Regions from separate parts of the Mus musculus genome. Here region 2 is linked to region 1. Evidence: chromatin contacts called from public HiChIP or PLAC-seq data. All regions are on one chromosome and are shown on one strand. The core of a region is the stretch at or near the end of the contact, and the rest is flanking DNA. Distances in the headings are between cores, read along the strand shown.

The links. HiChIP or PLAC-seq counts read pairs in DNA pulled down with a chosen protein or histone mark.
Region 2: a contact with region 1 is called in an H3K27ac HiChIP or PLAC-seq map of neural progenitor cells, with 3 times the contacts expected there. The contact joins two enhancer-like sites. A contact is called at or near these places in 4 of 484 Hi-C or Micro-C datasets (bone marrow-derived macrophages, cerebral cortex, embryonic fibroblasts and 1 more) and 7 of 115 datasets of contacts at active chromatin or transcription factors (SST interneurons, astrocytes, embryonic basal ganglia and 4 more).

What each region holds. Positions count from the first base shown.
Region 1 is chr8:125,217,018-125,219,784 of GRCm38.p6, forward strand. It overlaps Disc1 (disrupted in schizophrenia 1), which reads left to right. Exons shown (of 13, transcript NM_174854.2): 10 at 1,080-1,140. Among named protein-coding and RNA genes, the nearest start is that of Disc1, 160 kb to the left of the region's middle. RefSeq lists an enhancer at 26-2,767. Within about 2 kb of position 1,369, at least 68 of the 459 cell types and tissues checked have an H3K27ac peak or open chromatin away from gene starts, as enhancers often do. A contact at or near this core is called in SST interneurons, astrocytes, embryonic forebrain and 2 more, where this site is marked.
Region 2 is chr8:125,388,915-125,391,706 of GRCm38.p6, forward strand. No RefSeq gene overlaps it. Among named protein-coding and RNA genes, the nearest start is that of Gm30713, 4.4 kb to the left of the region's middle. Within about 2 kb of position 1,372, at least 126 of the 459 cell types and tissues checked have an H3K27ac peak or open chromatin away from gene starts, as enhancers often do. A contact at or near this core is called in SST interneurons, astrocytes, embryonic forebrain and 2 more, where this site is marked.

The DNA of each region.
Region 1 (2,767 bases), core at 119-2,618:
GTCAGCCTCCAGGCAAGCTGGAAAGCACAGGAAGCAGTTTGACCATCCCAGGGAAAGTCATCAGGCTATGAGGCCACAGAAGCTAGGTATCAGGGAAAGGAGGTTTTTTCATGTTTTTATATAATAGCTTCATTAATCCTTTTGAAAATTTCTTACAGTGTATTTTGATCATATCCATTCTTGTTTTGCCCAGAGCCACCTCCCAGACAATTTTATTTTGACTCATGGTTTCAGAGAGAAAATTCCATCATGATGGGCCAGGCATGGCTATTGTAGACACAGAGGTGGCTGTGTCTACAGTCATCCTGATCCTCATGGGGCAGGGATGGGGGTGAGACAGTGTGTGTGTGGGGGGGGGAGGTGGGTACTGCAGGGGTATGGCTGTGTCCATAATCATCTTGGTCTGGCTGAAGCAAAAGCAGATAGTAACTTCAAGGTGCATCCTTGGCAACATACTTGCCTTTGTGAACACCACGCTGTAGCAACATACTTCCCTTTGAGGGCACTCTGTAGCAGTGTGAGCTAGGGGTCAGATCCTCACATCTTGGTGGAACAGGAAGAAGACAGCATGGGGTGGAGCCAGAAGCAGATACCACCGGCAGAGTTGGCCCCAGGGACCCACTTCTGATAGCTGGAGACTAAGCATTCAGACAGTGTCCCTCTGGAGGACATTTCATATTTAAAGCTTAACATCGAGTCTAGCGTTTAGTATCTAATTTGTTTAACAAAGTATTAGTTTGAAAGCCCAGATTGTTTATAAATGTGAGTACATACCAGTTTTCATTAACAGAGGCTATCTGTTTTGGAAGAGAGGTGTTGTCATGACAGTATCAAGCCAGGGTGGCCCAATGTCATTACCTGTGCCTGCTTCCAGCTGCAGAGACAATTGGAGCCTCTGCATCTTTCTAGCACAGGGCTCTAGGCAGCCACTTGGATGGGTTTTCGGGTCTTCCAAACACAACATGCTGTTATTATTAGACCCTTGACCAACGATCCTTTGTTTTCAGCTTTTAAATGAGCATTTGTGGTTGTCTCTCAGTTTGGGCTACAGCTGTGCTCACGTTGGGTTTTTCTTGCAGAAACACGCATGAAGGCAAACACTGTGAAGTGCATGGAAGTGTTGGAAGGTCAGCTGAGCAGGTAAGTTGTGTGTGTGTGTGGGGGGGGAGTTCCTGCCCTATAGACTCTGGGTATATCTGCTTGCTTTATTAGAATTCAGTGAAGGCAAGGGAAGGAGCCAGTCAATCTTTATAATACATTAACAAAGAAAGCAGGAAAACACCCAGCATCCCCAGGGGAAGGAGCAGGTGCTGTTCCAACATCTCCTAGCCCAGGCTCCCCTTTGACAAAGCAAATAGATTAGAATGTTTAAAAGCATCTTGGCGAGAACACAGGGCAGTTCTCACATCTCAGAATAAGAAAAGCCTCTTTGGGATACCGAGCTAAGAATTCATGCTGCGGTCTGCTTTTGCTTTCTACGCGCAGGCAACCGCAGCCGCTGAAGGGGTCTTAAGGACTGTGAACTGGTTTACACACAGAGCAATGCAGGAATTTGCATTGTCGGTTCTGTTTTGAATCCCGAATCAAAACCAGCATGAAAATTCCTGCTTGCTTTTTCTCTTTTCTTTTCTTTTTTTTTTTTTTTTTTTTTAAACCCAATTAGGAATTCAGATCGTAGAAGCATTAGGGACTCCGCAGCACGTCAAGCTGTTTCTGGTTTGCTGGGATGTCTACTTCTGGAAACAAACCCCAGCCAGCGGGATCTGGTCCTAATTAAGGGAACAAGTTCCACAATGTAGTCTGTGCCTTTCTTCCCTGGCAGCCAGTTTGGTTTTATGGAAACATCTTGCTACTATTTTGGAAATTGCTAAGTGGCTCTGGAATAGATTTGCCTTAAACCTTTGTCTGCCAGGACAGTGCCAAGGCCTCTCCCTTCAGGATGATGGGGTGTGGGATTAGCCTCAGGTTGAAAGCCAAGTCCTTCCACCCACCAACTGACCTTGCTGCCCCTAGACTTGGGGAAAGCCCTGTCAGAGCTGGCCATCATGGACTGAGTGTCAGGAGTATATGCAGGAAGCTAGGGGCTTGGGTCTGAGGCTGGCTTTCCTGCCATGTACTGGTGAGAGCGTTCTGATACGCCTCTCTCCATCTTATTCCTGATACCTTTTTTTTTTCAGACATGCAGGCCCCCTGAGGTGTGACTTAGAGTCACCTTAGACTCTTGGACAGACCTCTGAGGGCCCATGCTAAGGCATCCCTTCCCCCTGAGCCTTCTGACAGATATAGTATGGAGTAGAGTTTATTTAGGGTGTGGGGAGGGGAGTTGAAGGAGTAGAGACAGAGAAAGGCAGAGAGGGAGAGAGGATCATCTTAGGACTCCTGGAGCATAACTACTGACAGACAGACAGACACTTCCCCAACTGCAGTCCTGCCAATGACATATAACCCTCAGGAAGAATTGGCCATCTTTCCCCCTGTATTTTTATTTTCTCTTCCTTTATATGGGTTGATTCTTTTATATTGAGATATAGATATAGAGATGGATATGGATATATAGATATATAGGTATATAGGTATATAGATATGTAGACATATAGATATAATGTTCAGACCCATTTGCCTTGGCATCCTGTCTTTGTGACTCACAGTAGAATATTAAAGACCACAAGAAAGCCACTCCAAGGAGCCCGCCCACTCACCATCCCCTTCAGGCTGTTACAGAGGTAATAGCAAACATGAATGTGTTGATTTAACTCTTTCCCCTCAG
Region 2 (2,792 bases), core at 122-2,621, 170 kb after region 1:
GGAGGTTACAGAGTGAGGGAGGGTAACTGAGAATCGGGGAGGGATGCCATCCATGCAGCTATGAGGAAGTCGTTATTCATGCCAGAGAGACTCCTACACTGCTGCGGTTTGGGGCTTACTCGTTCTCCTATAAGTGAGTTCAATAAGCCATGGGTTCACCACGGTGGACTCTGCAGGTATCACTCCTTTGCTCTGTTTCCACACTATCTTGGGGAGACATGTTTGTTTCCTTCAGGAAAATTAATGAAACACGAGGTATCAAGAGTGTGTCTGATCCTCAGAGACAGAGCAGCGTTCCACAGGAAGAGCCCTGTGGGGAATCTTGGAGGACGCTCTGGCCCCTGCCTGGCCTTTCTGCACTTGGTTCAGAATGACTCTGACATTCCTTGTCAAGCTTCTTGTATGTCATCTGCATTGTGACTGACCTCCTCGCTTCAAGTGCGAGTGTGAATGATAGTCCTAACTCAGGCTTCCTGCCAGATATAGAGACTGTCAGCTGAGGCTGTGTTCTGGCACCGACTCTCCACCCCTTTTGGATAAAGCTGGAGGATAAAAAGCTGGCTCTTTATGGACAGTAGCCAGTTGTCCAGACGCACTCAACCATATGACTACAGAAACATTTGAGGTTGTGTTCAAAACAAGGAGAGCTGTCGTGTTGTGGATCTGGGCACATGGTTTAGAGGCAGTGGACCCAATGGGTCTCAGTCACATGACACAAGCTCTCTGGTTATAGACCTGTCTATCCCTGCAACCCATTTTTAAGGGAGGGATGTAATTTCTACCACTGTTATTTCTGCTAGCTTAAGATCTCACAGAGCTGAAGTATATGGCCCCATGTCACTCAGGGGCTGCCTCTCGTTGTGTGTGGCTGATATGTGGCTATCAGTAAGGATGGTGTGGGGGTGTTCTAGGAGGACCAGGGGCTGGTGGAAGACAGAAGATACACATCACACAGCGATTCCTGTTTACTTCCATTTAAAAAAATAGTAGTGTTTGTGTGTATGCATGTGTGCGCGCATGTGTGGTCAGACATATGCCACAGCATGTGTAGAGGTCAGAGGACAACTTGTGAGAGTCAGTTCTCTCCTTCTACCATCTGGGTCTAAGGCGTGAACTCAGGTCATCGGACTTGGTGGCAGGCGGGTGCCTTTTCCTGCCATCTTGCTGGCCCCTGTTTACTTCCTTTTAACAAAATCATCCCTGTTTGAATAGTCCTAATTAATTCTTGCTTTTTTCCACACAGAGTTCAGTAAAAAGGAAACATTCATATAAAAATCCGGATTTTCCTCTTCCTGGGCTCAGCCATCCCAGTACTAATTGCTGGCCAGGAAGGGCCCAAAATAGCAAGGCTGCCAGTCCCTGCCTGGGCCCGGAGCCAGATCCCCAGAGAGAATGCAGGACGAAAGGGAGAGAATACTTGGGAACAGCCAAGCTCCTTCTAACGGCCTCGTCTGCGGAGTCAGGCATTGCCACCTGTCCCCAGTGCTTCTCTTTAATTACTGTGAGGCTGCTCTGTGACTGTCACCAAGGATGCTACCACTGCTGTTCTCAGCATAGTAGGGCCTGATGCAGGCTCAAGAAAGAGAGCCATTCCCAGGTAGATTTAGTCCTTTGTTGGCAAATCCCTATAGCATCCTTCCCCTGGGATACAGTACCAAGGCCTTCTGGCTCCATCTAGGCACACGAGAAGCCTGCATCTTTGGTGTCTGGCAGAAGATGCTGCCTGGGGTGGGGCGGGGAGGGCGGGGGTAGGAAGCAGCACTGGATGGATGGATGACATCAGCTGGAGCCCGTCCCCAGTGAGGATGCTGATGCTAGTTAATAACTAGCAGGACCCCAGTGGATGACACCATCTGCAGCTGAGCTGACGAATTAAGGTCTAAGCAGTGGGGGCTAGAGAGAACATTTTGGAAACAGGGCTGACAGGGATGCACACGTGAAGGGATTTTTTTTTTTAATTGCACTATTCTCAAAGGCATTCTGTTCCAGCCAACTCTGCCTGGCTGTCGGGTTGTGCTTTTGAGGACACAGCAGGGCAGACTGCTGTTGATGAGTCTGGGATTATGGAATCTCATTTCCACCTTAGCCTGAAACAGCAAAGCTGTATGAGTTCAGAAGAGGTTTCATAAACATTTCTGGACCTTGGGGATTTTTGTTTGTTTTATTTGTTTTTGTTTTTAATTATTTACAAAATGAAAGCAGCGGCATGTATCCATCAAGATTTTTGGATTAGCACAAGAGGAGATGGGTGAAACTGTCATTTCCTTTTGCTTAAAACAGCAAGGTTTCTGTCCTTAGGCAGAATGGGGGAGCAGTGTCTTAGTTGTAGGAGGGAGCAATGAGCTTGGGAGAAATAAATGTAGCTGGGTTGTCGCAAGGGCCCCTGCATGCAGGGTCTTACATGTCGTCCGTGGTCCCTTCCGATCTCTTACCTCTCTGTTTGAGGCTTCCGTCTCTTTCTGTGAAGATTAACTTCCTCCGCAAGTCAGCTCTTAAAACTCAAGTCAAAGGACAACCCCCAACTTCCCCACTTATTCTTGGTGGGTACACAGCTTTCTTCAGCTTACTTCTCAGGGGAAACATCTGATTGGCTCGTTCTTGATCAGGTGGCCAGCTCTCATCCAATTAAATTCCCTGCAAGACGTACCTAGCAGAGAGAGACTACATCCTGAAAGCTAGGAAATGGTTCTAGAGGGTGGAGGGCTGCTCTGTTCAGGGCTTTGTAACCTACAGAGGGCATAATGGACATGAAGTCTGGGTGGCAATGATACCAGGACCTTTGGCATGGGTCC